Linked DNA regions of Siniperca chuatsi: region 2 is linked to region 1. A link is a contact called in public Hi-C data. All regions are on one chromosome and are shown on one strand. The core of a region is the stretch at or near the end of the contact, and the rest is flanking DNA. Distances in the headings are between cores, read along the strand shown.

Region 1 (5,826 bases), core at 925-3,424:
GTCTACTGTGGTTAATATTCATAGTCTCTCACCTGTTTCTGGTCCCATTTCAAATCTGGGAGGAGGACAAAGCCAACCTCCGGGTCCGGATCTTCATAAACTATCCTGTCACCCTCTGCCTTCTTCTCCAGGATGTTGTATACCCACTGGGGTGGTGAAAGTGATGTTAAGTTAATCCACAGAAAACGTTGTACATTCACAAGCATGCGTTATGATGCCAATGCGGGAGTTAACACTTACCTGCACGCTGAAACTCTGCTTCTGAATGTAGGGCAGAGTGATGGACTGATAGTCCTCCCCCGTCTCCTCCACCAGGAAACTCTCCTGACGCTGGTATTTCTTTATATGCTTCTCTGTGGCTGGACACACCACTGTAGTCTTGATCTCTGCAAAACAGAAAAACACGGGCTACCTAACTTCCCCCTAGCTGGCCTAAGTGGCTGCTGGATTCACAATACCTTGAGTCAGTTTATTTTTTTCTGACCGTACCATTGAGGTGAGGGGGAGCCTGTAAGCGATATGTGCTGTAGATGTCGTTCCTCATCTCCAGCTTCAGCCTGGAACCACTGAAGAGCTCAGCCAGGGAGTCCTCTCTGATGGGAGTCTTCTCCAGGACAACCACAGCCTCCTGATCGGCAAGCTGGTGATGACATGTTCAACAGTATCATTCCTGCCTGTGCTGATAAGGAGACTGGTTACCAAAAAATAAACGCACAACAGTCCTTTCATAAGCATATTGTTGTCATACTAATTTCAATACAATATATAGCTTTACAATAAAGCACGATTACGCAGACTATTATTTTGAAATATCGAACCGGAAGTCAATGTTAGTTACATCTTTCCCTCACAAAACTACTCACACCACTTTGAATGAATGTAACAATAAAAACATTTCCCTCTAACGTTACAAATAATTGCTCTCAACTTCCCAACCAGTGGTAGAGTTAGCTAAACAGCTCAGTTAAGTTTACCTAGCTAACTTCATAACAACCTTACCTTTCCACGGATGAAGATGATTTTCTCCCGGGCAGAATCACTCAAGACGCTGGATGTTTTAAACCCAGACAGAATATTTTCAGATTCAGATTCCTTTGCATCTTCTCCTCGACCATTCTCATTGTCAGCTTTCGCCCTCTTGGCTTTCTGAGATAATTCATCAGTTCCAATACTATCAGTTTCACGTTTGGCCGCGGTGTCGGTGTCTGCCATGTTTGGTGTTGCTGCTTTTGTGGCCAAAGATCGTCTATGTTTAAGGCGATATCTTACCCAACAACCGCCGCAAATCCTCTCAGCAAACGTGGACCTGGAGCCTCGTGCATGGCATGCACTCTCCTCTTGCCGTGTAGTAAAGTGTCTAAAGACTCGGGAAGTAGGCTATTTCCCCCATTGTAAAATAATTTTAAAAAATGAATTTCAATGATAATCACAATATTCTTCAATACAGAGACATAGGCGTCTCTGAGAATCTACCAATAGAATAAATCTTTCAGCTGTGGTTCTGAGAGCTCAGTATTGTTTAGTCTGTGTTTAGTTCTTAAACTTTTTGTCCCTTTAATAAACTTTGTGTAATTTGGGAGAATTTAAATCAACTGGAATTTATATTATTACAATTGCGAAAGTCAACTTGGTGCAGAGTGAGACCTCGCTTCATCTACCATCGCTCAGCTACAGCAATGTCAAGTTATATAAAAATAAACCATACAGCCTCCGTTAAAGTCTTTCCAAAGAAAAGCCAAATAGTCTGTACTATAACCATAGATTATAACTCATTCATAGGTGGCCTATTTACTCCTTAGTAGCCGGTGCAGAAATAATTTCAAATCTCTGCAATAATAGCGTGAGGTGCTTTTGTCTATGGCATTTTATGTCATTGTTTTGACGTATTCTATAAATTAAACTACGTGGAAGCTACAAGCTAAATTAACAACAATGGCAGAGATATAGTACATAGATACGTATACTGTAGATACCGTTTCTTTTCTATCTTTTTTTCTCTACTATATTATGATTATATTGTAAGTTAATTTCAGTGTCCATACAATGCTTTGAGAATACTATTAGTATATAGTAGTATTAGTACTATACTAGACTAGACTATTAGTAGCACTCGGGGGCGGGGCCACCGCGGAGTGGACCAATGAAACAATTTCACTCGGCCAACGCGATAATCAGGAAGTTCTTTAAAGAGCAGAACTACACGATTATCTGTTGTGATGCCGGACTGCGGGAAGACGGCTGACACTGTAGAGGAGATGCGAGCTTAACTTTTAAGTAAACTTTCTCGGAAGGATATCGTGTCATTAGTGTTCCCCACCAAACCAAAATGTACATATGTGTCCGAATATGGCTTCTCCTCCTTGTTCTTCACGCACAGGCTCTTGCTGTTGTCGCAAGAAAAGGTAACGTTAAAGTTTGTAACGTACTTAGCAAATATTGAATAGATAGCTAGCAAAACTTGTGAAAATGTCATATGTGAAGTCTACACTGGCATTATAATAAAGAGACTGGTTGTGCTATTATCTTTTTGGCTTGTAGATTTGTTTGACGGGTTTGTGTTAAGCTGTCCGTTTGAACAGTAAATCTCAGAAACTAGCTGACATTAGCGGTTAATGAGCGCTTATTATGTTGAATTAGTGGCTGTAGCTAGAGTAAACTGACGTTAATTTAATTTACTCATTGAATGGTCCTTTGTAGGTTTTGCTTGCAGGCTAATTGTAATGAAATTATATGGTATTAGTTGACGTGAACCCTGCTAGTTTCAGTTCAACTTTTATCTGTGGTATTTATGTTCTCCAGTGTCTCTCTAACTTTCACTTAGTACACACTGTACTTGTTGCTGTAGTTACGTTTTTAACAACACCTTGTTTTTGTTTACTAGGCTGATTTTACCCCCACCTGCTATTAAGCTTTCCTTAGCAGCAATCTGGAAACTATACCTAAACTCATTACTTGTAGGTTAATTTAAAAGCCGTAAAGCAGTGAAAACGAGAATTAACTGTAACTGTCTTATTTGCTTTCAGCGAGGAGAAATGTCCTTTTCATCATGGCAGATGATTTGCGGACATCATTGGGCTGCTACAGAGACTCTGTGGTAAAATCGCCAAACATTGACCAACTGGCATCCAAAAGCCAAGTTTTTGTCAATGCATATGCCCAGGTCAGTTGGAGTTGTATATGTTTATTGTCTGAAACTGTCAAAGCAGTTCAGTCAATTGGGACGGGAGACAAATTGGATCGTATAACCTCATCGAAATGTTTGAAAGTGTATTTTCCTCTCACAGCAAGCTGTGTGTGCTCCCAGTCGCACGTCCATGTTAACTAGTCGCAGACCAGACACCACCAGGCTCTATGACTTCAAGTCCTACTGGAGAGTCCATTCTGGAAACTACTCTACTCTGCCTCAGTACTTTAAATCTAGAGGGTACTTTACCATGTCTGTGGGCAAGGTATTTCATCCAGGTAAGATTAATAATATATATTTAATAAAAATCAAAATTGAGGGCTAAAACACAATTTTCACAAGCAGGGTATGCTGGCACAGCAGCAACCTTAATGGTGAATGGTTACCTCTGAAACTGCAGTAAGAACTACAGATTTCTCACTAGTTAATGATGAGCCTGAGCTGCTTTTTTTTTTTTTTTTTTTGAGAAGAACCCAATCTCCATGAATTTGTTGTTTACTTGTCTTGCCATTCTATCCAATTGTATAGTAGTAACAATGGCTGTGTTGTATTTTCTTTCCTTAGGTATTGCCTCTAACCACACTGACGACTACCCCTACAGCTGGTCCATCCCTGCCTACCACCCAGCTTCGTTTAGATATGAGAAAGAAAAGGTATGAATAGGAAAGAGTATGCCTTACACACTTACAGTATTAAGTCAGTTTTGTGTCAGTTTATACAAATTAAAAGGCTAGTGTAGCTTGGAGTGATGGCACACCCCTCCTCACCCCTCTGCGGTACAAAGCGGTGACCATTGAATCTTGTGGTACAATTCTGCCTCGTAGTTCTGCAGTGTGTCATTGGCTGTTTTTCTCATTCCTGTTCACTTCCAATTTCAGAAAACCTTTTAGACAATTTGGGCAAAAAGTCGCTTTATAGTGTTTTTTTTTTTTGTTTTTTTTTGTCATGGGCTTTATAGACACAAACTCAAGATTTAGTTGTTTGTAAGATGCAAAATGGCCTTTCTCCTGAGCTTCTTAAGGGCTCTGATCCTTTTAATGGTCATAATAAAACTCCAGCACTATCATCAGGCTTAAGCTGTTATTTTCCTATGGAGAACGTAATGATGCCGAACCTTTCCGCAGCACTACTTTGGGTGTTGTGCCTGTTACACCTTGCTGCTGTACTCAAGTTACAAATGATCTCAATATTACTCCTGTTCACTGCAGACCTTTTTTAGAAGCAAAGAAGTCCAGTCAGATTACAGCTTAAACAGTTTTAAATGTCTTGCTTCATAAAAGACTTTGCAAGAATTCTTAAATTCTCAATAAAAATAATGAAGCATGCTTTTATTTTTAGAACAGTTTACATATTTTTTAACAAAGAAAACAGTAAGGTCACATCAAGGCCAGGTCAGTATGTCACAGGGTTGACACATAGTGACATAACCATTCACGCTCACACCTAAAGACAATTTAGAGTCATATCACCTGCATATCTTTAGACTGTGGGAGGAAACCAGAGCACCTGGAGAAAACCCACGCAGGCACCGGGAGAACATGCAAACTCATATCAGAAAGAGGCCCAGAACCTTCTTGCTGTGAGGTGACAGTGCTAACCACTGCACCACTGTGCCTCTCTAACTTAAGTCATTCTCTACCACATGTCCTACCTGGACATATGGCAGAGAATACTGTGTGTGTGTACTGTGTGTATGTCTGATTCTAATTTTTGTAATCAAGGTAGATCAGTCTGCTTTCTGAAGAAAGAAATCACTGCCCCTTTCACTCAGCAGGAGAATTTGCAGATCCTCTGAAACAGATTCTCATGCCGGGCTCCATCAGGGTCAATGTTGACATCGTCCAGATCAACAGGTGTAATGGCAGCTGCAGCACCATCGTTTGGATAAGTGGTGGCTGCAGCTTTGTCGGCTGCAGCTTTGTTGGCTGAGCCAGCGCCAGCTGAAGCTCCACCAGTGGAGCCAACGGCAGCTGAAGCTCTGTCATCATAGGTAACACTGGCAATAGGCAAACAAGCAGTGTCTGAATTGTCATAACCGGAAGTAGCAGCAGCAGCAGCGCCTGACTCTTCATGGGAGTAGCAGTGTTTCTGACTACATCATGTAAGTCAGTGGCCGCTGAAGGGCCGTCATCATAGAAGTAACCGCTGATGTCTCCGTTATTAATTCCAATAACGGAGACATCAGCGGAGCTAGAACAGTGTCTGACTCAGAGTCTTCTGGATGTTAGGTGACCGCAGACCTGTCAAAGACCTCAGGAGTGGAGAAAGCTTCGCCATCATTTCAATCAGCATCTGAATCATCGCTGGAGATGTCGGCGTCTGTATGTCCCTCACTGGAACTCTTCGGGAATCTTTCTCACTGAAACTCGCAGTGGGTGATTCTCTCTTGAAGTCAGTCCTGTGAGCTGTGTCTGGAGGATCATCAAAGTATGCTGTAGGATTTGTCTTCATAACTTGCACTATCGGTGCTTGGCTCTGTCCTTAATGCTGGCCCCACACTAGTGGATAATTGGGCCAATAATTGGAACAGCGACAGAATATTGAGCAGAGACTCCACAATAACCAATGAGAGAGAGCTGACTGGTTTAAGAAAGCAGTTCGAAGTAAAATGCACGCACATGTTGCCATCTAAACTAAACTTT
Region 2 (5,826 bases), core at 2,492-4,991, 300 kb after region 1:
AGGTCTGTGTCTCCATAACATGAACTATCAGTGCTTGGCTCTGTCCTTAAGTCAGTCCTGCGAGCTGTGTATGGAGGATCATAAAAGTATGCCTTAATGTCTGTGTCATCAGTGGTTGAGACTCCATCACTTGAGTCATCTGGCTCTATGTCAGCTTCGGAGTCGCTGAGAGAATCATCAGATTCATCCAGGGGGCAGACGGTCATGAACTCAAAGGCAGCATCTGCATAAGAGCTGGTGTCCATGTCCTCTTCCAGGTGAGCCATTGTAATGAAACAGTGTTTTAAGGCTTGTCCAGGTGTGAATCTCTTCTCAGATTCCAGATGCAGCATCCTTTTCAGGAGGTGTAAAAATGCCATTCTGTCTTTATATTCAACATCGTCATCTTCCTCGGAGAAGCTATCCACTGCTTCTTCCAAATTTCCGACAATGTCAAAAACCCACTCTGAAATTTGGGGCTCAGCACCGGTTGCCTCCTCGTACTCCTCTGCTGTCCTTAGTCTCCATCCTGGATTGGTGGAGCCCTCGTCCCTGCTGAAATACTGCCAGGTGTTCTTCCCAGCACTCAGCAGGTGGTCTCCCGGCTGACCGAGCAGATGGCAAATAGCTTTCATGGTGTGGTGTGAACATTTTCCAGGGAAGAGGTTGCTGCCAAAATAGAGGTATGCCATGACACATCCCAGTCCCCACATGTCGATGGCTTCAGATATGGGGAGGCCCAAGGTCACCTCGGGAGCCCTGTATGCACGAGTTTGCACGTTCATTCCAATATATATTTTGGATGCTGGAAGGGCCAAACCAAAGTCGATTAATTTCACCCTGAAGGGCTGATCCTGGTGGTTGACAAGCATGATGTTGTCAGGTTTCAGGTCTGTGTGAACGATCCCGATACCTTTCAGGGCTTCTAATGCTACAAGTAGCTGATGTGTGATGGGGCGGATTTCATTGAGAGTCAGTTGCATCTCTCTCTCCTTCATCAGGTCCCAAAGGCTCCTGTCCAGCATCTCAAAGGCGAGGCAAGGCAGGTCTTGGAACATGAAACTGTCTATGAATCTCACCAAGTTCTTCTTCTCTGGGTCAAGGGCCCTGAGTTCTTCCAGCATTCCCACTTCTCTTTGAAGGCTGTGATATTCACTTTTTTTGTGGATCTTGATGGCCGTAGTCTCGGATGTTTTTAAGTTCACACACTTGGCGACTTTGCCAAAATGTCCTTCTCCATTAAAATCCAATACAAGGTAGCGTACAGACTTGTTGGAGAGTATGTCATGCTTTTGTACCTGAAATGGTACAGGTGCTATCTCCTTGTTCTTTTCATTTTCCTTATCTGTGGTTGTAATTGGGGAAGACATTTTTGCAGTCAAATGTTTCCAAATACTATCTAAGTTGAGTAGGTATACAGAAGATTGAACTGTGTTCTTACTCTGAAGGTAACCAGAAGGTAACTGACCAGATTTTGTCTACAAGCCTTTATCTATAGAGTTGTCTTTGTGACATCATTCTGACACATTTACATTCTAACGTCAAAGCCAAAACAGAATTCTAAAAATTCTAAATGTGTTTTTTTCAAATTCTAATGGCTTGAAAATCATGACTCTCAAAAAACTGTGACATTCTCAAAAACAAAGTTCATTGTCTTACAAGAGTATATGCATTTCTTCACACATAATTCAAATGTGAAAGTACAAATACAGTTGAGCCAGTGATACATTGAGTTTGTCTTGGTGATCAACATGAATTACACCGTTTGTGCTTGTTAGTATTATAATGTATGCTCAAAAAAAAAGCATGAAAATCCAGCAAACATACAAAAAAAGCTGTTAAGATTAAGCTCATTGACAACCTAGCACAACTAATATAGATGGAATTTGTGACTGGGATAAAGTCTGGCTCATGTATTTGTGACTAAGTGCCTTAAAGATCTATATTTATAAATATTTATATTATATTTCAGTATCTCCATTCATGTGTGTATACAGCAGTGTGTTTGAATGTATGTACATGTGTATGTTGCTCTTTGTTGGTAAATTTTTGTAGGTCAGTGTTTGTTTTCAGATGCTGAGCCTGTGTGTATTTCTTCTTCACTCTGCATGTGTTTGTTCTTTGCATAAGGCAGCTTTCCCAACGTTAATTTATTTTCAGGCTTATTTGTCCACTGCGAATGTAATCTGTTTATTTATTAGTGCTGCCACCGCAAATGTGCAGCACAAATGTGTGTTTGTGTGTGTGTGTGTGGTGCTTAATGTGCATATCAGTATGAGCATATATGATGTGTGTGAGAGAGAGAGACAGAGTGCTTGGAATAAAGTTAGAATACTGAATAGCGTAATTTAAAGCTAAAGAAAAGGAAACAAAGATATCAGTAATGGGAAAGTTAGAGAACAAGTTTACAACAGGAATTCATTATATCATATATTTATGTGTGTGTATGCATGTGTATGTGTGTGTATGCTTATCTGCTGGTGTGACACTGGTGGAGTGTATATGTGCATGTTTGCATCTTTCTGCACAGAGTGTGTGTGTCAAGGAGGTAATTAATAGAAGGCCGCATATAGTCTCTTTCCCCTGGGCCCCCTGTCTGAATTCATTACTGTCAAGTGTGCAGTGTATGTGCTCTGGAGTTTTTCGAGTGTGTCCATGTAAAGCTTGTATAATTTATATACAGGCTTCCCATACTTTGTGATGTCCCAGTTTTATGCTCGTTCCTGCACACCTCAATTTTCAGGGAAGCACAGAGAAAAAAAAAAATCTGTATAGTGGAAGTTAAATATTCAAGGGAAATAACCAGAGAATATATATATAGTTTTCGACATTAGAAGACATCCATCTTTTCAAGTCAATTAAAATCTGACATAAATGCACTCAACTGATGCTGGACCAGGAGACAAGGAGAAATGCAGAAAAACAGTGAGCAAGTGTGTGTAAGGTAATGAGTGTGTGAGAGAGAACGAAAAGAGAGACTGCTATTGTCATTATATTCCTGCGTAGCCCAGACTATGTGGTAGTCATGGGAACAACAACATTCTTTCCTAGCAGAAAAGTAGAGGACCAATCAGGCTTGGTATTACAGGAAGAAAACTACTGAGTGGGCTGAAATGGGAGCAGAACCACTGATATTTGTTACTCTCATTAGACAGTCCCAGTAGTACGATGGCAGCCGCACTGGAGGATAATTTTGCTCACCAGTTAAACATGCATACACTTTAAACCACCCTGTAAAACCTCTTTTTTGTATTGTTATGAGGTCTTGTTCAACTACAATGTCTGAGTCCTGGTTGAGATGAAGCAGTCTAAACTCCCTTTCAGGTACACAAGTCCAGCTCATGAGTAACAGAGGGTCTAGTTGTCTTTGTGAGTTCCCTCATTCAGCTCCCTCTCCACAAAGCAGATGGTGTGTTATGTGATCGAGCAGAAACCTAATATTGAGCTCTCTCTCATCAGTGGATGGACTCCACACTTATCTCTCTGACTCTGTGATTATGCAGTATTCTTTAGGAAAGGTGAACAGCTCCACGCCTCATACGTTCATCAAGTTTCTGCTCGATCACATAACACAGCATTTGTTAGCCGGGTTCCAGGCTGTAGAGCTGGATTCACTGTAGCGTTGAGTGCACATCATTCTCCATCTGCTGTTTGATTTTACAGGCTGGGCTACTATGGTAACTACCGGGCTATCTCATGCAACAGATAGCTGAGATGGGCCCTATAAAGCAAATTTGCATAGAAAAATGGACACACACAGTGGACTTACTGCCTACATCCAGCCTGGCGTTGCATGTCGACATGCCAGCTTCATTGATGGCAGAGAGAGTGTACCATCCAGCATCAGACTTCATTAACCTCTCTATCAACAAGCACTGCCGGCCTGAACCATCCTGATACAGGCTGTGGAGGAACAAAGAGAGAGATTCAAATGTTTATTTCATCACTAAGTAGTATATGAAGTCCAATATTCACTCACCAGGGAAATATCTGGCTCTTTAGCTGTTAAATGCTCCACTATGTTCCAGTCGCTAACTGTGTCGGTCTGTCATTTGGTGCTGGGCAGGTAGTGCACAGTGGGTATTTAGAGCTATTTTCCCCACTGAAAACAGCTGCCTGATGTGGCCGAAAAAGTTGCTGATGATAGTGGCAAGAGTGAATCAAACAGTAAAGAAGCAGGCCGTAAAACCAATACAATGACCCAAACTGGCTGTAAAGCTCTGTACAGCTGACTCTATGGGTTCATTACTCTAAGCGACCCCTTTTTTTCTGGCATTTTTTCTGAAAGTGAAGAGGCAAACAGGAAACAAAGGGAGAGAGAGAGATGGGTATAACATGCAACAAGGGTCCATATGGTATAACATGCAACAAGGCCCACAGCCTTGAACAGGAATTGAACAGTGGATGTGTGGTTATGTGGCATGCGCTGTAACCATTCGGCTACCTGGGCTCTACAAGTGACACATACAAGTAGTGATGTGATCCATTGACAATATCAAAATATTTATTGTAGGTGTTTTAAGGAACCCCAATTTGGGAACCACTGCTTTAGCTAGTTGGTTCTTCTACCAGAGTGGCAATCTTAAATACATTCCTTTGATCCCATTTCTAGAGGTAGTATACTCATCATACTTCTCTTGAGTAAACATGAATAAGATTCAACAACAGGACTGAAGCAGAAAACAAAATGTGCTTTGTAAAATACTTGATAGGTTAGCATCATCTATTCAGTTTGATGTGCAGTAGTGGAGGGCAGTAAGGAGGAGTTTGGGTGTAATAAAGTACTTTAGTTGACCCACCTCATTCTGTTTGGGTCAATGCGCAGCATGTCTTTATCTTTCTTCCAGAAGAGCTGTGGAGGAGGGGAGGCGTCCACTTTACACTCTAACCTAACAGTATCGCCCTCTAGAGCTCTGGAGTTCAACATCTTCTGGACAAAGGTGGGAGGACGGAGAACCTCCTGGGCTGCACAGAGGAAGAAGAGGTTGCACAGCACAGGTGATTAAAATTGGTCCCACCCTGAAGAAGGCTGGTATAGATTTACTAAATCAATCATGATCATTGTTAAGCTGCACTATGATGAATTTCTATAAGACATTTTTACCTAATACATCGAGCTTCATGGTAAATCTGCTCTCCCCTGCTCGGTTCCTGGCCACACACTCATACACGCCGGCATGGTGCACTGTGACAATCTCTATGATGAATGAGTGCATCCCTTTTTCACACACCAGCATCTTATGGTAGTCGTCTGGACGAATGGCTTTACCGTCCAGGTACCAGCAGACGTCTGGTGTAGGGAGGCCTCCGACCTGGATTGAGAAAAGAGAGAAGTTGCAATTTTACTCCCCCTTTATTTACCTTTGCATGAAGACACCATTTTTGTATTTATTTATTTTGTATAAGTAATATATGAGGGAGACCCTGACATTGTATTAATAAACTTGAAAACGTGAAGCCCTTGGTGTTAATGCATGCATTTGTGAGTGAGTGATTCACCTTGAAGTCAATCCTACAAAAGCGTCCCTCCTCTACAGTGAGGTCTGGAGGGATCTGCAGGAAGCGAGGAGCGTAACATTTCTCCTGGATAGCTGAGCCCTCATTTCCCCTCTCATCTGTCCCTGAGTGGTGCCTCCCCCTGCAGGGAGAGAGAGAGATTATTTATTCATAACCTCACTTTCAATGACTGAATTTTACAGTTCACTAGTGATTGCACACACACACACACACACACACACACACACACACACACGCAACCACATTAATTCCTGTTTAATATAATAATACTTATGGCACAACACAATGTAGAGTTTAAGTAAATACAGGCTATAATTAGGGATGAATAAA

What was found. A called contact is a pair of places that touch in the nucleus more often than the background predicts.
Region 2: a contact with region 1 is called in a Hi-C map of liver, with 20 times the contacts expected there. The contact joins the promoter of LOC122880143 here to the promoter of ids in region 1. A contact is called at or near these places in 3 of 3 Hi-C or Micro-C datasets (liver, skeletal muscle and an unstated tissue).

Annotation. Positions count from the first base shown.
Region 1 is chrLG8:23,538,200-23,544,025 of ASM2008510v1, forward strand. It overlaps ids (iduronate 2-sulfatase), which reads left to right and starts at 2,175. Exons shown (of 13, transcript XM_044204343.1): 1 at 2,175-2,402; 2 at 3,024-3,160; 3 at 3,285-3,462; 4 at 3,749-3,837. The coding sequence starts at 2,327. dcps (m7GpppX diphosphatase) reads right to left here and starts at 1,357. Exons shown (of 6, transcript XM_044204346.1): 1 at 1,000-1,357; 2 at 490-640; 3 at 241-386; 4 at 33-146. The coding sequence starts at 1,212.
Region 2 is chrLG8:23,840,822-23,846,647 of ASM2008510v1, forward strand. It overlaps LOC122880143 (homeodomain-interacting protein kinase 1-like), which reads right to left and starts at 3,742. Exons shown (of 1, transcript XM_044204964.1): 1 at 1-3,742. The coding sequence starts at 1,349. It overlaps myot (palladin), which reads right to left. Exons shown (of 19, transcript XM_044204963.1): 15 at 5,479-5,617; 16 at 5,084-5,291; 17 at 4,779-4,944; 18 at 3,749-3,882.